Linked DNA regions of Sus scrofa: regions 1, 3, 4, 5, 6 and 7 are each linked to region 2. The links are chromatin contacts, called in public Hi-C, HiChIP or PLAC-seq and promoter capture Hi-C maps. All regions are on one chromosome and are shown on one strand. Each heading gives the region's core, a stretch centred on a gene start, on an enhancer-like site or on the middle of the called end of the contact. The rest is flanking DNA. Distances are from core to core; before and after follow the strand shown. Region 1 holds the start of MED21 (mediator complex subunit 21). Region 2 holds the start of BHLHE41 (class E basic helix-loop-helix protein 41). Region 3 holds the start of INTS13 (integrator complex subunit 13). Region 4 holds the start of LOC110260584. Region 5 holds the start of ETFRF1 (electron transfer flavoprotein regulatory factor 1). Region 6 overlaps ITPR2 (inositol 1,4,5-trisphosphate receptor type 2). Region 7 holds the start of KRAS (GTPase KRas).

What was found. Promoter capture Hi-C pulls out the DNA fragments that hold promoters and counts their contacts. A called contact is a pair of places that touch in the nucleus more often than the background predicts. HiChIP or PLAC-seq counts read pairs in DNA pulled down with a chosen protein or histone mark.
Region 1: a contact with region 2 is called in a Hi-C map of fetal skeletal muscle, with 2.0 times the contacts expected there. The contact joins the promoter of MED21 here to the promoter of BHLHE41 in region 2. A contact is called at or near these places in 3 of 47 Hi-C or Micro-C datasets (fetal skeletal muscle, heart right ventricle and skeletal muscle) and 1 of 2 datasets of contacts at active chromatin or transcription factors (skeletal muscle).
Region 3: a contact with region 2 is called in a promoter capture Hi-C map of liver, with 12 times the contacts expected there. The contact joins the promoter of INTS13 here to the promoter of BHLHE41 in region 2. A contact is called at or near these places in 2 of 5 promoter capture datasets (fetal skeletal muscle and liver), 4 of 47 Hi-C or Micro-C datasets (heart right ventricle, liver and skeletal muscle) and 2 of 2 datasets of contacts at active chromatin or transcription factors (alveolar macrophages and skeletal muscle).
Region 4: a contact with region 2 is called in an H3K27ac HiChIP or PLAC-seq map of skeletal muscle. The contact joins the promoter of LOC110260584 here to the promoter of BHLHE41 in region 2. A contact is called at or near these places in 2 of 5 promoter capture datasets (fetal skeletal muscle and liver), 2 of 47 Hi-C or Micro-C datasets (embryonic fibroblasts and heart right ventricle) and 2 of 2 datasets of contacts at active chromatin or transcription factors (alveolar macrophages and skeletal muscle).
Region 5: a contact with region 2 is called in an H3K27ac HiChIP or PLAC-seq map of skeletal muscle. The contact joins the promoter of ETFRF1 here to the promoter of BHLHE41 in region 2. A contact is called at or near these places in 2 of 47 Hi-C or Micro-C datasets (omental adipose tissue and skeletal muscle) and 1 of 2 datasets of contacts at active chromatin or transcription factors (skeletal muscle).
Region 6: a contact with region 2 is called in an H3K27ac HiChIP or PLAC-seq map of skeletal muscle. The contact joins the enhancer-like site here to the promoter of BHLHE41 in region 2. A contact is called at or near these places in 1 of 5 promoter capture datasets (fetal skeletal muscle), 6 of 47 Hi-C or Micro-C datasets (adipocytes, embryonic fibroblasts, fetal heart ventricle and 3 more) and 2 of 2 datasets of contacts at active chromatin or transcription factors (alveolar macrophages and skeletal muscle).
Region 7: a contact with region 2 is called in a Hi-C map of liver, with 4 times the contacts expected there. The contact joins the promoter of KRAS here to the promoter of BHLHE41 in region 2. A contact is called at or near these places in 1 of 5 promoter capture datasets (liver) and 2 of 47 Hi-C or Micro-C datasets (heart right ventricle and liver).

What each region holds. Positions count from the first base shown.
Region 1 is chr5:46,734,555-46,737,717 of Sscrofa11.1, reverse strand. MED21 (mediator complex subunit 21) reads left to right here and starts at 1,337. Exons shown (of 4, transcript NM_001243530.1): 1 at 1,337-1,394. The coding sequence starts at 1,353.
Region 2 is chr5:47,685,939-47,689,206 of Sscrofa11.1, reverse strand. It overlaps BHLHE41 (class E basic helix-loop-helix protein 41), which reads right to left and starts at 1,545. Exons shown (of 5, transcript XM_003355541.4): 1 at 846-1,545; 2 at 638-701; 3 at 202-309. The coding sequence starts at 907.
Region 3 is chr5:46,822,525-46,825,787 of Sscrofa11.1, reverse strand. INTS13 (integrator complex subunit 13) reads right to left here and starts at 1,278. Exons shown (of 17, transcript NM_001243595.1): 1 at 1,089-1,278; 2 at 1-152. The coding sequence starts at 141. It overlaps FGFR1OP2 (FGFR1 oncogene partner 2), which reads left to right and starts at 1,726. Exons shown (of 6, transcript XM_005664032.3): 1 at 1,726-2,042.
Region 4 is chr5:46,935,077-46,938,195 of Sscrofa11.1, reverse strand. It overlaps LOC110260584, which reads left to right and starts at 1,814. Exons shown (of 3, transcript XM_021091237.1): 1 at 1,814-2,062; 2 at 2,103-2,716. The coding sequence starts at 1,814. The coding sequence ends at 2,675. It overlaps ITPR2 (inositol 1,4,5-trisphosphate receptor type 2), which reads right to left and starts at 2,069. Exons shown (of 58, transcript XM_021092920.1): 1 at 1,724-2,069.
Region 5 is chr5:48,554,298-48,557,366 of Sscrofa11.1, reverse strand. ETFRF1 (electron transfer flavoprotein regulatory factor 1) reads left to right here and starts at 1,778. Exons shown (of 3, transcript XM_003126426.5): 1 at 1,778-1,904. CASC1 (protein CASC1) reads right to left here and starts at 1,725. Exons shown (of 16, transcript XM_021092191.1): 1 at 1,607-1,725. The coding sequence starts at 1,609.
Region 6 is chr5:47,058,067-47,061,334 of Sscrofa11.1, reverse strand. All of the region lies in intron 10 of ITPR2 (inositol 1,4,5-trisphosphate receptor type 2), which reads right to left. Among named protein-coding and RNA genes, the nearest start is that of ITPR2, 120 kb to the right of the region's middle. Within about 2 kb of position 1,809, at least 5 of the 83 cell types and tissues checked have an H3K27ac peak or open chromatin away from gene starts, as enhancers often do. A contact at or near this core is called in skeletal muscle, where this site is marked.
Region 7 is chr5:48,507,008-48,510,358 of Sscrofa11.1, reverse strand. It overlaps KRAS (GTPase KRas), which reads right to left and starts at 1,585. Exons shown (of 5, transcript XM_003126427.5): 1 at 1,378-1,585.

The DNA.
Region 1 (3,163 bases), core at 88-2,587, 950 kb after region 2:
ACTTTTGGACATGTCTGAAACTTTTAATAATATAGTTTAAAAGAACATACTTACCAAAAGTGGGTGTTTAAAAGATGAGATTCATAATACTGGGTCCTGTTCTTAAAACCACATGCTCCAGTTGGGGATTCAAGAAAAGCACATGAGGAGTTCCCGTCGTGGCCCAGTGGTTAACGAATCCGACTAGGAACCATGAGGTTGCGGGTTCGATCCCTGCCACTTGCTCAGTGGGTTAACGATCCGGCGTTGCCATGAATTGTGGTGTAGGTTGCAGACGCGGCTCGGATCCCGCGTTGCTGTGGCTGTGGTGTAGGCCGGTGGCTACAGCTCCGATTGGACCCCTAGCCTGGGAACCCCCATATGCCGCAGGAGCGGCCCAAGAAATGGCAAAAAGACAAAACAAACAAACAAAAAAAAAAGAAAAGCCCATGAAAAGGCATATGTGAAAGTGTCGAAATCATAAAAGGAGAGAGGAGTAATCCATGTGGACTCTAGTAATTCATAAAATTTACATGAAAATAGTAAAACTTAGAAAAAAACCCCCTTTTTTTTTTGGCCGCACAGGCATGTGGAAGTTCCCTGGGCCAGGGATTAAAGCTGTTGAACCAGTGGGATTTGGAAGACCCTAACCACTGTAGTCGGATTCTTAATCCACTGTACCAGTGGGAACTCCCAAGTATTCTTTAGTTGTTCATTGTGTAGGCCATGTGGTCTACCTAGAAAGCCAAAGCAATGTAAAATAGGTATTCAAGGTGATGTTTAAAAATGGATACAAACCTTGTGGCTCAGCAGGTTACAAACCAGGGCTAGTATCCATGAGGCTGCGGGTTGGATCCCTGGCCTAACTCAGGGGGTTAAGGATCTTGAGCTGCAGTGAGCTGTGGTGTAGATCACAGATGCAGCTCGGATCCCTCCTTGCTGTGGCTGTGTCTGTGTCTGTTTTGCTGTAGGCTGGCAGCTACCCTCTAGCCTGGGAACTTCCAGGAGCGGCCCTTCAAAAAAGAAGAAAAAAAAAAAAAAAAAGATACAAAGAGGATAGGGAAACTTACTTAGAAAAACCGCGAATCCAGTCTCCACAAAGTGTTTACTTAAAAGCCATGAGAAAGTACATTGGCTCACCCCAGAAGCCCCCAAATTACTAAACGTGGGCCCAGCGGAGCTTCCCCCAGGTGCAGCTGGTCTGAACAAAAATAAGCCTTAGGAAAGCCCAGCCGCTTAGCGCGGGGAGTGGAGTTCGGCTTGACTCCACCCCCTCCACGAACTCAGCCCTGTGATTGGTCGTGACGCTTACCAAAGCTGCCCAATTGCATCCGAGCAGCTGCTTTAGCGTCTCTTTGTTTGCGGGGAGAAACATGGCGGATCGCCTGACACAGCTGCAGGACGCCGTGAACTCGGTGAGCAATTGTACTCGATTAGTCTCCGTCTTCTTTCCTGAGGGAAAGCAAGTTAGAAAAAGGGACTTGGGGGGCAAGCTTGGAAGTGGGGAGCGTCTTTCCGCAACGCACGCTCGGGTCGGCGGGAGGCGGCGCCGCGGTCTGTGAGGCCGAGGCGGCCGGTGGAATGGTGCGGAGCTGCGGGAGCCCGCGGCCTCAGCCTGCGAGGTGGAGGGTCTCCCTGCCTAGTCTCAAGCCTCACGGCCTTGTCATGTTTTCTAGGAACGGCTTTATTTTCTTGTCAGCGGTGCTTATGGGGTCGCCCCTCTTGCGGGGAAGAGAGAGGAAGCGGAAACTCCCTCCCGCACCCATACATTTTAACCCTTGGAGGGAAACCCGTGTTCTTAACCATTGGATTGGACCTTAGCGAAGAGTAATCCTTCGCCCAAATTTTCAGGTTGGGGCGGGAGTGACGGTAAAGTGAGTAATTTTGTTTCATCTCGGTTGGTTCCTGTAGACTAAGGGTCGTTGCATCTCTTGGCCACTCCCCCAGCGTAAGTCAAGTTTGGGGAAAACTGACATCTTTATGATAGTGAATCTTCTGATCCTTGTCTCTTTAAGTTTTTAAAAATGTCTGCCAAAAGTTCTACTCCCTATTAAAGTCAGATCTTGTAATTGGCCCTCTTACTTTGAACCTTCTGATTATTTTTCCTGTTATGTGAAGTGAAAGTGATGCAAACCAAGGGATTCATATGCTTATTACCGTTAAGAGCTAAATTGTTTTCTATCGGTAGTTACATTTCTCTCATTCTGTTTGTAATTTGATGTCCCAGAGAAGATGCCTATAGATGTTGACAGGAAAATCCAGGTACCTCTTGCTAGTTTTTTTTCTCACTAGAAGGAAATAGGCTGGCATTCTTGTTATTGCTCAGTCTTTGTACGTGAGCAATAAGTGTGAATGTACACATATTGAGTGTGAATCTGCATGTTAAAAACTGATCTACTTTGCCTATGAGGGCCAGCCCCTAAATGTCGATGAATTCACCAAGGTAAATTCTACCTTTGGTGACTTTTCTGGACTACTGAACAACCTACCTTGGGGAGACAGTCCTTTGAGGTTTTACAAAATCAAATTGTAATGATGCTACTTGATAGAAATGTTATTTTAGGGGAAATATCGCATAGTCATCCATGTCTCCTGGCCAGAAGGATAGTAAGAACAAAGTGAATATGGCCTTTACTCCAAAAGTAGGCATACTGATTTTGCAAAGAAGCCTCTAGGTTAACTAGTATGTGTAGAAGCACTATAATGTTTATGGAGAGATGCTCCTTAAGGAGTTTGCAGTCTGATTAGAAAGACGTCATATACTCAAGAGACATTTAAATAAATGACACAAAAGCAGTATATGGTTAGGGAGTTGAATCGAGTGTTTTCAGCTGTAAGTGCTGAAGTAAAGTGGGCTAGTGAGTGCTGTTAGGAGGGAGTCTTAGTGTTTTTCTGACTCATAATTGTAAAATTTTTAAAATATAATTTTATCCTCTGAGAACTTCATGAGAGCAGAAACTGTCTTGTTCACGCTCTAACTTAGAATGTTTATATAGTTATATACAGTTGATATATCATAGTGTTGATTTTTGATAAATATTTGGTGACTAACTGGATCTTGAGAGCTTCATAAGGACATAGTCACAGTGTTGAATATTCTTGTATTTTCTCTGTTCCTCATAACAATGCTGTAATGTGAGAATATTCCCAATTTAAAATTTCTTTTAAAACTCTATTTGCCAGA
Region 2 (3,268 bases), core at 296-2,795:
TCTTGAGCTTCAACAATACAGGTTATAAATGATTAAGAAATCAGTTGTGAACACCTACTCTTGAGTTTGCAGGAAACTCTCCACTATAGCACAAGTTGTAAGGCATGTGATATTTACATTTTATTCTTATAACCCTGGGACTAGTACCAGGCTATTAACACACCCTTGGAGAGCAGCAAAGAATAAAAATGTGCATCTTACTGTCAACTTTAGATGTTCAGGCAGTAAGTCTTTCAGCTGAGCAATGCATTCATTAATTCGGTCTCTTCTTTTCTTTTCTATTAATCTGTGCGGTAATTTGTAGGTATCCTTAATACATGAGAGTCATGGAAGAGAGAAAACAATAAACTAAACATTCATTCACTGGATTTAACAATACCCTGCCATCCTCCCCCCAAAACATACTATGTGAGAAACTATGCCCAAGAAACCTCTTTCCTCTGGACTGTTCTGAAATGCAATTTAAATTCAGGTATGATGTTTAAACTCCCCCTGAGAGTATCCAGCAAACCACTTAAAATTCAGTTGGGGAAGCTCAAGATCTGTAATATATTTGCGGGCAGACTTCCCTGTTAAATCAATGGCCCTAATTAACTATCCAGGCAGGTTAAGAGGAACGTCGGAAACTTACACTTACCTTGCTATCGTCTCGCTTCATGCTCCTTTTGGGCTTACACATATACAAAGAGGAATAATCCAGTCTGCAAAATAGAAATCAGCATCAGGAACCCATTCCGAGAGGGGCTCTGCCCTCCCCGCTCCATACCACTTTCTGGAGAAGAAAAAAAAAAAAAAAAATCAAACTGAAGCCTAGACAGATATTCGCAAGGGTGCGTGCACCTTACCCTATAAAATCTCTATGTTCCAGTAACTGTCTTTCTTGCAAATGAGGAATTCCTTCGTCCATGTTCAATCGCTGTCCGTTTCCTCTGTTTCGATTTTTGGGGTTCTGTTCTATAATCTGTGGGACGGTAGCCCTGGGAGATCCTGGGGGGAATCTGTACGTCTCCAGTCTCTCTCTCTCTCTCCCTCTTCAGTGCAGTGTTGAAAGTGTGAAGCAGTTGGTCCCCCCCTCCCTCCGCGCTCGCTCTCTCGCACACACACGCACACACACGCACGCACACTCGCGCTGGCTCCACTGCGCTGGTAGTTTGCTCTCACTCCGGGCAGTGTTTGGCCACAGGGCACGCGCGTCGCCGGCCAGACCAGCACCCAGCTCACGTGCGGAACGTACCATCCGCGGTCCAGCCCGGAGGGGGGCGGGGGAGGAGGGGCCGGGCCAGGAGGGGGCGTCGGGAGAAGGCTGCTAGGGAAGGCGGACGGCGGGAGGGGGCGGGGACACCTGATCAGGGCCACCGGAAAGGAAAAACAACTTCAGCCAGGCTATTAAGCTTCCCCAAGGCAGCGCAGTCAGCTGGGGGAGTGGGAGGGGGCGCCCGGGGGTGCGGGGCAGCTTGGGCTTCCTCCGCTGGGAAGTGCGACTCCTTCAATCCGTCTGTCCTTACGGATAGGAACGTGAACGTGGCTTTTTACTTTTCCACAGACTGTGCTGTTGGTTTGGACCAGAGAAAGGAAAGAGAAAGAGAATTCGCGATGGGTCAACTTCAGTCCCGAAGGACAATTTGGAGACTTGTTTGCTTACGCTCAGTGGCCTGGGGGGACCCCTAGACCTGATTGGAGGTTGCCCCCAAAAGGGACAACATGAAATCTGCTCCCCGAGAGATTTAAGATAAGTGAAAATGTAGCCACTGGGTCAGAATGTCGCAATCCAAGTGTCTTTCTGCCCCACAGTGTCCAAACTTCCCGCAGCAGCCGGAATTGCGGTGCCACTAATCACAGCCACAGATGACGACGTTTGGGTTCTCAGGAGCTCCCTCAGGAACGCGGCGGGGAGGGAGGGGAATAGGATGGGGTGGCAAGAGAGGGGCTCCCGCGAAAAAGCAATGCAGCATTACCAATCGCCCGCTAAGCCCCGCCGCCCCTCTGCGCCTCGGGTGGCGCTGCGCACTTTCCCCGCCCCTCCCCCTTCGTGTGATAAGAGACGCCGGGAGTGTGCAGAGCCCACGTTTACTACCGCTGGTACCTCCAAAGCCTCCCTCCTTAATCCTGTCTCAAACGGGTACCAGCACAGGGCCAGCAACGTGATCCGACCTGCCGCTGCTGCCACATCACTGCACGGGGAACCCGCGCGCGCGTGTGCGCGTGCGCGCGCTTGCCCTGCAGCCTCGGTGCCCCGCTCGGGGAAAGCACAGGCCACCTCGAACCGGGCTACCTTTCCCCAGAGCCATCCCCGGAGCATGACTCACTGCTAGTGAGAGTTACCGGGAGGTGCCCGCAGTTGCGCACTGCCCCTGGTGCCTGGCGCAGCGGGCCGCAAGGGACATCGGAGACCGAGGGAAAGCGCGTCCTGCGGGATTCCCAGGTCTCCGGGCCCATTGCCCCCACTGGGTCTGCCAGGAGGGGATAGGGAGAATATATATTAATCTCTCTCCTATCTATCTATCTATCTATCTATCTATCTATCTATCTATCTATCTATCTATCTATCTATCTATCTATCTATCTACATAGATATCAAACCAAAAGTCTTTCCTGCCTGCATTCTCCTGGGTGATCCCCGAAATAGTCATTACTGCCACTGGCACGTGAACCAAGGCGAGAAGTACGCCGAATGCACGCGAACCCGGGCGCAGCAGGGACTTGGGGCCGTCGCTACGTGTCCCCCGGCCCGCCCCGCCGAGCGCGGGTTCCGGGGACGGATCTGGGTCGCGGGAAGCGGCGGCTGGAAGGAGGTCACGTGTCTGCGGGAGTCGTGCCTCTTCCCCGCCTCCAGGAGCCGCCGGGGCCGCGGCCGCGCTGCTGCAGTCTCCCGAGTCCTGGGCGGAGACGCGCGGCGTCTGGCTTCGTGACTCCGGCGGCGGCGGCGGCGGCCCAAGCTCACCCCAGCGTGAGGAGACGCTCGCGGTCTGTCCTCTCAGAGGGCCGTTTAAGGTCCCTCGACTTTCTCCAATGGGGAGACGTATTTTGCACCAAATAAGCAATTCAATAATGATCATACTTAAAAAGAAAAAAGTATTTTTGAAATACTGATTTTATTTTATACCTAGATCCAGCTTCTCTGTTTCCAAATGATTGGGTTAGTAATTCCCTTTGGAGGGGAGGGCAATTCGTAGTCCTAAAAGCGGCATATACCTGCAGCACTGTATTATTCTGTCCTCTCATTCTAAATTGACAAAAAAAAGGGGGGGGGTGGATAATGCCATTAAGA
Region 3 (3,263 bases), core at 29-2,528, 860 kb after region 2:
TATGGGGGCCAAAGGGATGATTCCTTGGGTCCTATTCTTCACCAGCATATCAAACTCCACATGCTGTCTGCATGATTCTGCCATGTAAGGGCAGTGATCCACAACAAATACTGTTTTATGGGATTCAGAAAAAATCTTCATTTTGTTTTAACCTGTAAGGGATAAAATACATTAGCCAAACATACATAACATTTACTATCTTAAATTATTTCTAATGAATGTGTCTTTTCCTCAAGAAGATTTGGTAGGGGACATGAACAATCAGTATTCAAAGGAATTTATCCAACAAAGGACAAATTTAATGAGGTCATGACCATAGAGTAACTATCAATTCAAGGGATGAACTACACCATATTAACCTGTCACAGGCAAGATTACAACCCATGTATATATATATTTTTGCTTTTGGAATGAACTTAAATTTGTCAGAAGAAAACATTTCTACAAATAATCGTACTTGTTTCCCTTACATAACACATAATAGCGACAAATACTCTTCAAATACACTTTTGATGATCCTTGTGAGTTGACATCAATCACATAAAAACCTGCAAACCAACCCAGGTCAGCATTTTTGGGCTTCCCTCCAAAAAAAATCTCAAGACTTCTGAAAAAAGGTTTGGAAACTGGAAAGAGGAGTGACAACAAAAGGGAAGCCCCAAACATAAACATTTCCTAGGATAACTGCATTATTAGATTTTCGCATTAGGATAAGGACCTCAAATTCACACTCTCCCCATTAGCTTTAGAAACACCACAGTAATTTATCATGTAGAACAGAAAAACTTATGTGCTATTATCACACTGATGGGAGAAAGAACTTTTAAAACTTTCTTACAAAAACTCCCTTGCTTCGCTAATACAATCTTATACCGAATAGACAATTCACATTCGAAAAGCACATGGTAAACAGAGCAAAAGTGTTCATCAAAACGAACCGATTTTTTACAGCCCGGCCGCTTTCAAACGCATTTCCCCTTCATGCAAAACTCTTCTTTGAGAAACCTAGACACACTCTGCCAGAGGGTGGGGGGTGGAAAGTACAAGGTGAGTGGATAGGGAAGATCTCAGGATCGAGGTTCGCTTACTTTCGTGCCTGGTCTTGCAGTGAAAACGAACAGAGGCTAAGAACCACAGCCTCTCTGGAAAAGGCTGCTGGCTGGGTGGGGAGGGTCAGCGCACAGTCAGGAATGTCTGGTACCAAAGACCGGGGACTAGGTTTTCCCCGCTCATCTCCTAGCACACCGGTCCTTCCCAGGCTTCCTAAATGCAGGAGCGCGCGCGCGCCTGCGCGTGAACACAAACACTCACACACTCGGACTGGCGCGTGCGCAAAGCGCCCTTGACAGCCCCGCCAAGCTGCCCTTCCCCCTCGGTGGGCCAGACACTAAGGTCTCTAACAGGAAGAGGGCGGAGCCAAGGGGAAAAGAATGCCTCCAACCATCAGGATTTTCTATCCGCTAATTTTCCCAGTCACCCATTGGGAAGATTGATCCGGGCGACCTGAGAACCTCCCCACAGCGAAGTACCAACCACAGCACCAGCTAAAGCAGCCACGGTCCCCTAAGCGTAAGGCCCTCCCACCAGGTCTCCCTTCTCAGTCTCTCCAACCCAGGCCGATTTCCCCAAGCAAAATTCGCGAGACTTAGCGAGAGGCCGAGCAAAAGCCAGAATGTGGATCAGTGGGGAGGGACGTATAAGTGCCCCGCCCCTACCTCTTGCGCATGTCAGCTAGAGGCCTCAAGTAAATCGCCGGGTTCTGCCCCCACGGTAACGCGAGGGAGGAAGTCTCGCGAGGTTGAGGCGCTCTGAGAGCGCAGGTCGGAGGCGGTGAGCGGAGGTTTTTACCCTGACCAGTAATGGGACTGATCACCTATGACCCTCCCATCTGCCCCAACACTACCTCTGCTGGGGTCTGCGTCTGCTATTGAAGAAGCTGAACAAGCGAGAGGAGTCTCTTCCCTTGGGTGCATAGGTCCCCGTTGGCAGAGGCTTTGAGTCCTAGTCGCCACAGCTGACGGCTGCGAGGGATTGAGATCAGAGTAAGTGGAATCAGTCCAGGGACCAGAGCGGGTTTAAGAGAGTCGGAAGCTTCCTTCCCCTGACGGTGCTCTTTGCCCCACCTCTTGAACCACCGGCTGCCCGTGCCTGGGCGCGGTAGTTCCTCTCTGTTCTCAGCTCTGAGACCGTCTTTCCGGAGCTGAGGTACGGAAAGTTTGATGGAAACCCTTGGCCCAAATCTTGTGGACACACCTTTCGTCTCTGTTTTCTTCCTGCCTAACCCACCTGGGAGCTCAGCATTTGCGAGGCGGGGTGGGGGTGGTCGGCAGGGATGGAAGAGGCGTCCTTTTCAGTTTTCAGTTTACCCCTTTGCAGAAGATGACTTGGTTAATCATTACTTCTTTCTTGAAACCGCCCTCCAAGAAGTATTGCTCTTTTCCTAGTTCTCTTCCTGGATAATCATACTGCCTTGAAGCTGCCCTCCAAAGAATCCTATCTTTTCCTGGTTTTCTTCCTGCCTTTCTTCTGTATCTCATCTCAAATGATGGTATACCTGTATCCATCCTGCTGTCCAGATTAGGAACCTAAGGCTCATCCTTGGCTTATTTCCACTTTCACTGCACTATGGTATTTCTTCTTTGACCAGAATCATTGCCCACCCCCAACTGATTTCCCTACCGTCATCCTTCCCTGCCATTCTGAAATACAAAATCTGTTTATATCAACCCTTTCTTTACACCTTTTTAGTATCGATATTGCTGACCAAATTGTTAAGTATATCACTTAGGACCTTTTACTGTGTGTCCTAATCCACTTTACCTTTTCCGTCTTTTTTTGCCTCGCCTCCAAATACCTCAGTATCCTGTCATGCCAGACTACTGGCTGTTTCTCCAACGCTTTCACAAGCCTTTGTATATGCTGCATCATCTGCCTTTAATGCTTACTCTTCCTTTTTTTAAAAAGCACCTATCAAGATCCAATTCATAGACTTCTCAGATTCCTCCAGGTGACACTGATAGTACCACCGTGCTCCCAAAGCACTTAAAATAGTCCTTTTGCAGTGTTTTTTAGATTGTGTGAGACATTATTTGTTCAAGTATCTGTCTCTTGTGCCCGTTTGCGCTTGAGCTGGAATCATGTCTTATCTTTCTCTAACAGAAGTTCGTCCAATGCTTGGCACATAGCAGATATTATTTATATATATATGTGTGTGTATGCGTATTTATAATGTAATAGAACCCTGACCTGTTTTGAATATGAGG
Region 4 (3,119 bases), core at 565-3,064, 750 kb after region 2:
GGTTTTATACTCTACTCCTAATCCCTTTTATCTTTTTGCCCACGAGTGTAACTATTGCACTTGTGACTCACAGTTATGAAGGTAGTGATCATGACTATAGCTAACACTTTATACAAGTGCTTATGAGCCAGGTACTGTGTGTCCTACATATATTAACTCACTTCTTCCTCAGCACAACCCTATGAGGTAGTAACCAGGATCTTCTCTTTTCAGACCTGAGGACACTGAGATGCAATTATGTAACTTGCCTGGGGTCAGAAAGTTCACAAGTGGAGAAGCCAGGATTTGACCCCAAGCATTCTCCCCCTGGAGCTTCTCCCCCTGGAGCCCTTCCCCCTTAACCTCCCCATTACACACACCTGGAGAGTCTACAGAGAAGGGTGGGGTGTAGCAGACCTCATCTGCAAAATGTTGGGGTCGCAAACACTGGACTCGTACTATGAAATCTCTCAGAAACAAATGGTAGCTTAAGATTTATAAACCCAGCACAAGCACTTGTCATGGCTTTTTTCTTCCAAGCTTTATTTTCACAATTAATTAGCATCGGTCTTACCAGGATTCAATTAAATCTACCTGCCTTCTTTCACCCATTAGGAGAGATGAACAAAGAACAGAAACTGTTCTCAGCATGGCTCAGCATGGCTCAAAGTCACCATCCGGGGACACTGCATGTTAAGTCATGTGCCCTAAATCCCAGGAGCAGAAAACAGTGAACAGCCAGAAGTGGCAACACCAGTTCCTTAGCCTGAAATCTCCAAGACTAGGGAGTCTAGCTACTGATATCAGGTGGCCACCAAAAAACAACAACAACAAAAAAGTATGCATAAAATACAAAGCAGTGCGCATTTAAACTACTTACTGGTACTCACCATCAGGACAGAGAGAAAATACTAGTAATCAAGGAAGTCCTCTTTAACCATCTAACACACGATTATGTTTATATATATATTTCCCTCATTCATAAATCAACTCAAACCTTAAGAGCCCTGCACTTGGCTGAGTCTCAGGAGGGGTTCAGCCTTTCAGTGGGCCAAGGCCCAGGAAGGGGAGAAAGCAGGTGTGAGTTCCATAACGCCGGAGGCCTTCGGTGCTTTCTGAGGGTCGCCGCGCGGCGGACGTCCCCGAGCTGCCTGCGAGGCGCGGCAAGTCCCCGTTCCGCAAAGCTGAAAGGAAATTATTTCAGGGAAGCGGGGACGGTGAGCTTCTCCCGCAGGGCAAAGCCACTCTCGGCTCACTACATCGCCCAAGTTTCATGTCCAAGGCCACGGACTTTTCATCGATTGCTCTTACAAACCCGGCCTTGAGGGACAGGGGCTTGAGAGTGGGGGCGAGCAAAGAAGCGGAGAGGGGGCGTTTTGTTTCACCTCCAAGGGAAAAACAAAACAAAACAGAAATGTTTTAATCAAAACAACCCACGGAGAAGCCAACGAAGACTTCTTCTCCCGGCCTGTCTCCGGGCTTCTGAATCACTTCCTCCTTTTCAGAAGAGTCTCTGAGCTTGAGATTACGAAGTTGCTGAGAAAGTCTAGCCTCTTGGGGCAGCTTCCTGCGAGCTAGCGAGCCGAAGGCACGGCGCTGTCCGCCGGCGCAGAGCCTGCCCGCCCGCCCGCCCCGCCACCCAAGGCGGGAGCTGGCGCCCGAGGACCCGGCGGCGCCAGGAGGGACCGGGATGGGTTCCGAGGGGACCGAGCGCCAGCGCTCCCCAGCCCGCGCCCCGACTTACCCCAGCGTGTTGATGAAGCCGTTGACCGAGCCCTCCGCGTACAGGGACACGATGTCCCCTATATAGAGGAAGCTGGACATTTTATCGGACATGCTGCTTCATGCTCGGAAGAAGACGTCCCTCCTCTTCCCTGTGCCCTCTCCGCCCTCTCCAGCGAGCCACCGCGGCAGAGGCGGAATGGAGCGCCCTCCTGCAGCGCCCAGAGCGGCGGCGGCGACGGTGGACACCGCCGAGGGATCGAGTGTCGGGCTCAGCCCTGCCCCGCACCCGGGAACCTCCAGGAGCAAGCCGCAGCTTAGGGCACCCAGAGACGTGCGCGGCCCGGACGCCCTGAGAGCCGTAGCTGCTGCCTCCCCGGCAGGTTTCCTGTTCCTTTCAGAAGTTTTCTCTCCAACACCTTTGCTCCTCCTCCTCCCTCCTCCGCTCCCCCTCCCCGTCCCCTTCAGGCTCCGCGCCCCACCGTTGCTGTCCCGCTGCGGAGCAGAAGCTAGTGCTTGCAGAGCCCCTAGGTCCTCTCCGGGGAATTTTTGGACCAGGTGCCTGTGCCCATTGGGCGAAGGGGAGGAGAGGCGCCCTTAGAGCAGGGGGTGCAGGCCAATCAGGCGGCGGCGGCCGGGGGTGGAGCCGGGCCGGGGCGGGGCGAATATGGGGGGCCAGGCCACCCTGGCAGCTGCGGCGCGCGCTAACCCAACGCGGGGAGGCGCTGGAGGGGCTGCGGGGGCCCGGAGCCGGGAAGTGGGCCCCGGAGGGCCCCCCGCCCCGGGAGAGGCTAGCTAGACTTGAGGTGCGACAGTTCCCTCCCAGAAAAGTGAAGGATGACGGGGCCGAGACCCTTTCCCGGGTCTTAAAGGAGGCGGGGAGGATGAGAATTGGCGATGGAGAGGGAGCGCAGGACCAGAGCAAGAGTGAGCCCGCGATGCCCCTCGGAGATGAAAAGGTGGAACCGGAGTAAGATGGGTAATTTGCTGACAAAGAGGAGAGGAAGGTGTTGAGGTAAAGGGAAAAAACAGACATTTAAAAAAAATACACAAGAAAGAAAATAAAGAGAAGGAGAGGGAAGGAAGGGAGATGGAGGGTCTGCTCTATATGAAGTGTGTAGTTTGGGGTTTTGTTTCTAGTATAGGGCGTTAGTGAAACCTGACCCGTCAGCAGCTGTCCAGGTGGACGCGAGGTAAACGTCACTTGGCCGAGCCAGCAGTTTTTTAAGCCAACCTATGGCAGTGAACTTTCTCTTAAGCCTCCCAAGGCCGCGCCTCCTTCTCTTAAACCCAAGCCCAGGTTTAACCTCCCACCTCCGGGAGCCCGCTGTCACCTTTTTACTGACTGTCCCGCTTTGTTTACATTTAAAGTTTCTGACTCTTAAAGCTCCAGCGATCATAAATGAAACTGGAGGCCG
Region 5 (3,069 bases), core at 529-3,028, 870 kb before region 2:
TTATACCTTCTTGAAAAGTGCACATATTTAATTTGTTCAGCAGATATTTATTAACGAATTACACACAAAGCACTCTGAGATGCTAGAGATGCTTTAAATAAGAAGAATAGAGTCTTGGCTCTCATTTTAATTTTTGCATATGGGTTTTATTTTATTATTAAATATGATAATATTTGCTATCAATACTTAACATACTTCCATCTTGAAATGAGTGCTATAACAGCAGAATACGTAAATAGCATTGCCCCTGTTTCCAAGTAGCGACATTTTAAAGGTGGGCAAATTGTCATCTTCACTAGTGCTTTTAATGTGATGCAGGTTTGGGATAAGTACCTATCCTCACCCCTCTTGCAAATCATAAGAGCATCATGTAGTGGAGTATTTCTCAAAGTTCAGAGGGCATAAGAATCATGTGAGATGCTTGTGAAAAATACATATTCCTGGGCTAAAAGTATACACACTCACTTCCCTCTCCCAATTATAATTCAGTTCATGTTATGGGTTGAATTGCAACCTCTTAAAATTCATACATTCAAGTCCCATATCCCAGTATCTCTGAATTTTACCTTATTTGGAAAGAGGGTTGTTGCTGATGTAATTAAGATGAGGTGGATCTCTAACCCAATATGACTGAGGTCTTCACAAAAAGGGGAAATTTGGGCACAGACACATAGATACAGGGAGAATGCCAGCGAAGAATGGAATAAGCTGCCACAAGTCAAGGAAGTACCAGAAGGTAGGAAAGGGGTCTGAACAGATCCCTCCTCAGCACCTGCAGGGGGAGCAGAGCCCTGACAGCACCTTGATCTTGGACTTCTAGACTTTAGAATTGTGAAACGTTAAGTTTCTCTTGTTTAAGCCACTTAGCTGGTGATATTTTGTTACTTGGCAGCCCTAGGAAACTAATACTGTAGATCTGGAGTCTGGTCTGTTCCTGTAATCTGCATTTTAATAGATATTCCAGGTGTATTAGAAGCACATTTTCCAGAAACCACATTTTGAGAAACATCTAAGAATAAAAAAACTTACGCACCCGCTGGGAAATAATAAATAGGTGCTTACGGTTCTCTCAAGTTATCAGTAGCTTTAAGTCTGCTTAAAATCCCTTTCCATTTCTCCCTGACATGAATGGTCTCCTCACCCTATTTCTTCTCATCACTTCTGAAAAACTCATAATCATACTTTAAAATACTCCTTGAAAAGCACTGCTCTTCCCTTTCATGTTCCCCTCCCCTCTCCAGACCCAATTTCAACATTTCCAACTTTGTGTTACTCCAATGTAGTCACTTTGATAATTACAGTAATAAAACTGTATTGTAATTAATTTGCTGAGTCTGTTTTCCATACCAGGGAGTGGATGGAATATTCATCTTTGTGTCCTAGGCACAATGACCATTCCCCGTTTACGGAAATTGGTTTGGGCTCCCACCTGTCTGCGAAGGCCACAAATCAGGGGAATGCCCACTCCCACCAAGAGTATAAGCTCTCTCTTAAGTCGACTCGCTCCCCTCTAATAAAATATGATAGGCTCTTATTACATCATTTAATACAGTGCAAGAGAATCCACGCTCGCCCCTTCACGCGGTTCCCCACTTTCTCTGCTCACCATGCCGAGGAAAGCACCACCTCCGCAGCCTGCCAAGTGGTGTGAGCTCCTGGAGCTCACAGTGGTGTGGACTGAGGTCTTGGGTTGTCAGAACGACAAGCCCCGCCCCCTGGCGCCCCAGGGGAGGGGCGCGGAGCCGCTAGTCTGGGTCCGCGCAGTCGCGCTGGGGTTCTTCCGGACGGCGTCCCGCCCCCTTCCCCCACAGATCGCCCCATCTTCCCAACGCCCCGCCCCCGTGAGCGGCCAGAGGAGTCAGAGCGGCCAGAGAGTTTTACGGCAGTGACGAGCCGGAAAGCGTGTGAGTGCAGCGCAGGGGCGTTTAATTCTGTTTTCCGGATTCTGAGGTCTGGAGGCGAAGTAAGCTCTGGGCAAGACAGCCGGTGTGGGAAAGGGTTTCTGAACGCCTTTTGACTTTGACAGTCACTCTGTTTACGTGGAGCTGAGGCGTATCTTTCTGTACGGGTGTTTTGAGAAGGAAGGGAGCTGCCAGCTATACGCAGCTGGATCGAGTGGTTGACACGGGTCGGCTGCCTGGGCCGCCACCGCTTAGACCTGCGGGGCGGGGCTCTATTGACAGTTTAGATAAGAAGGTAGATAAATTGGCTCCCAGAGTGTTGGTTAATTCCAGAGTGTTGGTTAATTCGAAGTTAATGAGCTTTGGATTCTTCTTTCTTCCCTGCACATGGTTCTCTTTACTTCCTGGGCAAGGTATATGCCGTTTTGGGGTTTGTTTTTTCCCTAAGAGGAGCTCTGAGCAAGAGCTGGAAATGATTTAAAGCTGGTTCTGGGTAAAGTATTCCTTACAAGTGAAGTTCTCTAAGACCAGCAAGACTCGCAGTTATGTGCGCCCAAGGTCAAGGTCACAGATTTGTACAAACCGGTGGCACAACCCTTCGATTATCAGTCTACTGCCGCATGAAGAAACTCTTGGCAGCAAAGACCAACAGGAAAACTAGAAGAAATCAAGTTATTGAGAAATTAAGCTTCTTCCAAAGCCTATCTGAATTGTCTATGATTTTAGACCTAAATGCTGTTTTAGTGCATTGAAAGTATTGCCGTGTCTCATCTCTAAATTCTAATTTTATTAGGGCTATCCCTTCGTTGACGAAATATATTATTATACTTATTATTAATAAATAAGTATTGCTGACTGAGTTGGTCTTTGTGGGTTAAAGTGTTCATGCTTCCCAGATTGTGTAATAGTGATGACATCTCACCTCCAAATCCCTGGTGGCAAAAACATCTTAATGTTGGAGTTCCCAGTTGTGGGTCATTGGTTAACGAATCTGACTAGTATCCAAGAGGACCCAGCTTAGATCCCTGGCCTGGCTCTGTGGGCGGGTTAAAGATCCGGCCTTGTGGTGAGCTGTGGTTATATATAGATCGCAGACTGCGCTGGAATCCCGCCTTGCTGTGGCTGTGGCATAGGCCAGCGGCTACAACTCCCATTGGATCCCTAGCCT
Region 6 (3,268 bases), core at 560-3,059, 630 kb after region 2:
ATGTCCATATGCCACAGGGGTGGCCCTAAAAATTTTAAAATTAAGATGTCTCCACATGTCCCCTGGGAACAAGTTCATCCTCCAATGAGAACCACTGACAACAGATGAAACTCTACAAGCAGAGGGTTCAGCCTGACTACTATCATTATTTTGCTTTTTTAACTTTGGACAAAACAAATCACCTCTCTGAGCCCAGGTCTCCTTTTTGTAAAGTGAAATGATTGTACTGATAACCTCAGTGTCTCTATGATTAATTCAATAGACCATCTAATATTTATTAGATGTAAATTAAATATCAGACACTGTTCTAGGCACAAGGTAGCCAGGGGTGAGTCCCTAAACTTTTTCCCTTATTAAGTCACCTGACTGACAAAGAAATACCAGTTCTGGATAACAAAAATAATAAAAATAAGTTTTAAAATAATAATTGATAATAATAATAATAATAAACACTACTTCACATTTTCTGTCCCCTTCCTCCCATTGAAAGTGAAGGGACTTAACCCTTCCCAAATACCTTCTATGTACAAGGCGCTGAAAACTCACATATTCTTTAATTGCTACCAATCCCATAGAACAGATATTGTCACCTTTTTTACACACAAGGGAACTGGGCTTCAGAAAGCTTAAAAATCTGCTTAAAGGCAGAGAGATTGTGAGTGTATGTATACTTGGGGCTTTTCTTCCCATTGCACTAAACTCTCTTTGCCACTCTGGCCAATATAAACACCACAAATGCAAAGGCAATTCAAGAATTACATCATCCAATTTCCCAAGAATGCCTCAAGCATATTAAATTAATATTCCAAATTACAAATAGGTGTGTTGAGAGTGGAAAAGCTGGGGGCAGGGGGGAGAGTAATATGCTACCAAATCCTGCCCTCTGATAGGGTCCTCCCTTTCACACCCAAACAGCTCAGCCATCTTACATTTTAAAAAAACTTTATAAAAATCATAATCACTTCGGATGGATCTATACATGTATGTGTAACTGGGTCTACATGCTGTACAGTAGAAAATTGACAGAACACTGTAAACTAGCTATAGCGAAAAAATAAATATAAATTTTTTTTAAATTGCTGAAAAGGTGAGGCTTATGTCATGCATATTTTAGCATAATAAAAACATCTACAGTAAAAAATAAAATAAAAAATACTTTATAAAAATCTAATAGGACTCTTCCACTCCTTTTATTACTGTTTCTCCCCTTTTGCAGCCATTATTATACTAAAACTCTGTCCACACTTCCTTCCACTTCCTGATCCTTCCTCCACCCCACTGCGTTCTAGTTTCCACTAAAAAACGCTCTCAGCGAAGTCACAGATAATCATGTTCTTGCCAAATGCTGTAAAGACATTTTGTTCTTGACCTTTTCGGGCACACTCCCTTCGTACTGAAACTCTATCTTCCCTTGCTTGGCATCTGTGACTCAGCCCATTTGACCTTCCAGCTGCTTCTCTCACTTCTCAGGCTGCCGGTCTTTCTAATTTTACTTAATTTTAAGAACATTAATTTCCAGTAGTCAACATGTCACTGGTGGTGACACTCCAGTGCCACTCTGGAGTGGTCCTCTTTGAACAGAAATTCCTTAGTACCCTGCTCTTTCTGTTAAAGATAAAACCCATTCTCCTTGGCTTAATATTTATGGTCTGAAAAAACCAGCAGCCCGACCTTTCTAGCTCCACTACTCCCCTCTCACCTTCAAGCATCACTTCCAAACTCACACACATCTTATGTGTGATAACACATGAATTAGCCACATGACACTAGTTTGTATGAGGCCACACAGCTCCTTGTCCTCATTGCCTGAACATACTTCACTTCTTCCCAATCTGCCTTACTCATCCATCAAGGAGATACCCTTCCCTATACCTTCATTGCATCCTCTTCCAAAGGTAGAATTTTCTACCATTCCCAAGAGAATTTTAATTCTAATTTCTAGTCTTTTATAGAATATCCAGTAGACTTCTAAGTCTTAATTCAGACAAGATTCTCTACCTTACTGCTTAATTTTTCAAAGAGCTACTTCTTCAAAGACGTCCCTTCAGAACATTCATGGTATAAACAGCCCATAAATTGCAAAGCTCTATTTCATTTCATTGAGTGGATTCACTAAAAATGAGTCAGATATTTTTAAAAGTAAGGACCATCTCTATTTATCATCTAATAAAATTAGTCATGCTGGCATCCCTTACCAGATGTTTACAATGATTACACATCATGCCAAGCACTTGACCTCATTTCATTCTCTTAATAGTCTTATTACACAAGCATTGTGATTATCTTCATTTTCCAGGGGGAGGAAATGGGAACTTAGTGAGATTAATTTGCCCAAGTATATAAATTTCAAATTTTTCTTCTTCCCATCCTCTAAGTTTATAGAAGACTGAATAGTTTCTTCGTATTCAATTTGTTCATTCAAAAATAGTCACCAAATGCTTTTTAAGTATTAGGCACTGTCCGAGGTGCTGGGGACACAGTGGTAATGTTACAAAAAACAAATAAAAAATAAAAAACCTGCCTTTGTGGAGTGTTCATTCTGACAGAGAACGTCAATAAAATAAAACACACAATAAGTGAGACAGTGGGAAGTACTATAAAGAAAATTATCACAGATTAACATAATGGAGAGGGTCATGGGGTTGAGTTCTATTTTAGGGTTAGCATGTTTATAGAAACTTTGTGTTTCCACAACCTTTTTCTCATCACTTCCCCACCCCCACTCCCTTACCCTCCCTCACATCCAAAACCAAAGGTAGATAAGTAATACCAAAAACTCTGAGACCAAAAATTCTGTTTTTTTCTGGGCACATATCTGGACAAAACTTTCATCGAAAAAAGATACATGCACCCCTATGTTCATTGCAGCACTATTCACAATAGCCAAGACATGGAAACAACCTAAATGTCCATTGACAGATGAACGAAGATGTGGTATATATACACAATGGAATACTACTCGGCGATGAAAAAGAATAAAATGCCACTTGCAGCAACATGGATGGAACTGAAGACTTTCACACTAGGTGAAATAAGTCAGAAAGAGAAAGACAAATACCATATGATATTTTCTTTCTCTAATCTAATATGTGACATAAATGAACCTCTCTATAGAAAAGAAAAAACTCATGGACTTGGAGAACAGCCTTGTGGTTGCCAAGGGGGAGGGGGATGGGGTGGGATGGACTGGGAATTTGGGGTTAGTAGATGCAAACTATTGCATTTGGAGCAGATAAGCAATGAGATCCTGCTGTACAGCACAAGGAAG
Region 7 (3,351 bases), core at 336-2,835, 820 kb before region 2:
AAGTCAGCATTTTGGACCTTAGTCACCTAAGAATGACATCACTCAGAGGGTTGATTCTGAGATGATGATTGCGAACAGACTTTTTCCCTTTGCAATTTCTTTTTTAATGATGTTTTTCCATTACAGATGTAACATACATTGTGTAAAAATTAGAAAATAACTTTCTGTTCTTGACTCCTTGTTTTGACCATATCAAGGTTTGAGAAAGCTAGTTTAGGACTTCAACTATCATGCACATGTCTATAAGTATTTCAGACAGTTAGCTGGCAGATTGCTACAATTAACTCCTCTTGTTAAAAAAAAAAATTGTGAGTGCTGTTTTGGAGGGCTGTAATAACTCCTGAGATGCGGATCAAATTTATAAGCATGAGGTAATCCAGAAGAGATGGGGGAAAGGACAACAACGGGCAAATTAAACTTCAGGTACGATTTTAGCTATCGCTGTCTACACTCCACTAGTAAAGAAAAAGCCCTGCTTCTGCTTTGCGGGTTTTCTGCGTGTGTTTTAACTTGACAAAGCAAATAGACCTTCTGGGATTAACTTTTTCGTTTTCACTAAGTCACAAGCTTTACGTTGTAGGGTGTTGGCCACCTGTTCTTCCACCACCATCACTACCTCCACCTCCTCCTTTGTGGCCACAGCAATGTCACAGCCCATACATGGGGGAGGGGAGCAGTCAGGAACTCAGCTGCAGATGCATTTTTCCAAACACAATAACCTCAAACAGTGGTCTCTAAGCACTTTTCTTTGCGCTTCCAAAACGTGACCTCCCCTATTACTCCCATATCCCCCTACACACGGAAAGGGGCCACTAGCCATCCAGTCTGCGCTCGAGGGAGAAGTTTATACCTCCGTCCGAGAGATGCTAGATGCAGCAGAGAAGGCAGTAACCGAAGCAGCCGAGTGCTGGGAAGGGAGGAAGAGGTGCGGGAGCGAAGGGAGAGACAGAGAGGGAAGGACGACGAGGGGGAGGGGAGGCCGGAGCGCAGCGGGAGTAACCTCCACCGCACCCGACCGCCCCGAGGGGCAGCCCGCCCGGCCCGCGAGTTTCTCCCCGGCCGCCTCCAGCCGCGGCTCTCGGGGAGGAGGAAGGAAGGGGTTCCCCGTCCAGGAAGCAGCACCAGCAGCGGCCGCCTCCAGCCTCACCCTCCTCAGCCCCGCACCGCCCATTCCTCATTCCCCGCGTCGCCGCGTCCCCGCGCCTCCCCCTGCAGACCCCCCCACCCTGCCGGCCCGCCCGCCAGGGCCCCGCGCCCGAGCCCCCTCCCCGCCCCTCCCGGGACCCCTAATTCATTCACTCGCCGCCGGCCCCGCCCGGCGCCGGCGAGGAGGGTCGGGACCCCGGCAGGGGCCAGGAGGGGTGGTCCGCTCCGTACCTCTCTCCCGCACCTGGGAGCCGCCGAGCCTTTGGCCCCCGCCGCCGCCTTCAGTGCCTGCGCCGCGCTAGCTCCCAGTCCGAAATGGCGGGGGCCGGGAGTACTGGCCGAGCCGCCGCCACCGCTGCCGCCGCCGCCACCGCCGCCGCTGCCGCTGTGCCTCCGCCGCCGCGGCCGCCGCCTAGGGAAATCGAGCTCCGAGCTCACCGATGAGTTCGGGGCCAGGCGGCCGCAGAGGGCAGAACTATCGATGCTCTCGGCGCTCGATTCCTCTCCAGACGGGCGTGCGGGGAGGGAGCGGCTGAGGGCGGTGTGGAAAGAGGGTAGAGAGAGTGCCGCCGGGGAGAGGGAGGAGGCGGGGCCCGGCTGGGGAGGGGACGGACCCGGCTGGCGGAGGTGGGGCGGGGGCCCGGCCCGCTGAAGAAGCGGGCGGCAGGGGCGGTGCTGGGTGGCTGCGCGCGGCCGGCGGAGCAAGGTTGTGGGGAGATCTGGGCGGCGCCTGGGCGGGCGAGCGGGCGCGCGTGAGGGGGCACTGGTGGCCCCACGCGGGGCCCGCCCCCAGGCTCCCGCCGCAGCTCATAGCCCGCAGCTGCGGACTCAAGACTCGCGCACCCGGGAGACGCCACGGGGACCCCTGCCGCGCCCCTGTGGGGTCCACTCGGAGAAGCTGCGAAAATCCCACCTCGCCTGGGGTCGGCCTACGCTTGGGCACATTCATTCACTATCATTTACTGCAAGTAAATAAACAAGCAGTATTCGAAAGTGGGAGGCGACGTGGGTGACTTAGAGAGAGACTGGGCCCCCAGTTCCCCAGCCCCCGGCTGTGCGAGCACGCCTTGGAGATTACCATTCTGCACTCTCTGGGACCAGGAACGTACTAGCCCCAGGTCCCAACAAAGCAGCACGTCCTTTCATCACTGTTAAGGGGAGGGGGTCTGATCTTTGTCGCTTTATGAACCTTCTGAAGCCATTACGGGGCACCCTAAACGGCGACCTCAGAGGTACCTATTGCCCCTGATGGCACAAGCAGGAGACAGACTGTTTTTAAATAGAAGTGCCCTTAATAGTCTAGACCTGAGGAGAATCATTCAAACATTAATTAGAAGACAGATTAATAAGTTAACGTTCAGGGAGTTAACACATTAAACAATGGAACAATTAAAACTGCTAGTATGCCCAGTGTCTGCATTGATAAACTACCAAGAAAGGTTTGAGAGGTTGATATACTACCTAGAAAGGTTTGGGAGAGTTTTAAAGACAGAGGCCTGGCAGACCAGCACCTAGACCTAATAGGACCACCCATCTGAATCTCTCTCTGCAGTTCTGTCCCTCTAATCCACATCATAAAACATGAATAAAAGTGTTTTTTTGGGGTGTGGGGGGTTGTCTTTTTAGGGCCAAACCTGTGGCATATGGAAGTTCCCAGGCTAGGGGTAGAATCGCAGCTGTAGCTGCCAGCCTACACCACAGCCACAGCAACAAGAGATCAGAGCTGTGTCTGCCACCTACAGAGCAACACAGGGCAACACTAGATCCCTCAATCGGGGTCAGGGATCAAACCTGGATCCTCATGGATACTAGTTGGGTTCTTAACCTGCTGAGGCACAATGGGAACTCCAAAACAGTTATTTTAAATCCCTACTATTATGTCTGTTAACCTAGGCCTTATACCAACTGCCTCTCTTTTCTTCCTACCCCTTCTGTGGGCTGTACTCTGCAAGGCTGTTTCCTTCCTGGCTCCCTCTCCTAACACCTGGTACCAGGTGGAAGAGGCAGAAGAGAAGTGGAAAACCAGGAAGGGAAAAGAATGCCGCTCTTGGTCTGGTAATTGCTAAATGTTTTGCACAAATCGTCTTATTTAATCATCACAACAGTCTCATGAGGTCAAATATTTTACAGAAGAGGAAACAAATCTAGAAATTGGGCCCAGATTGACACAACTGAAAGGAAGAATCCTTCATGTCAGATTGTGTT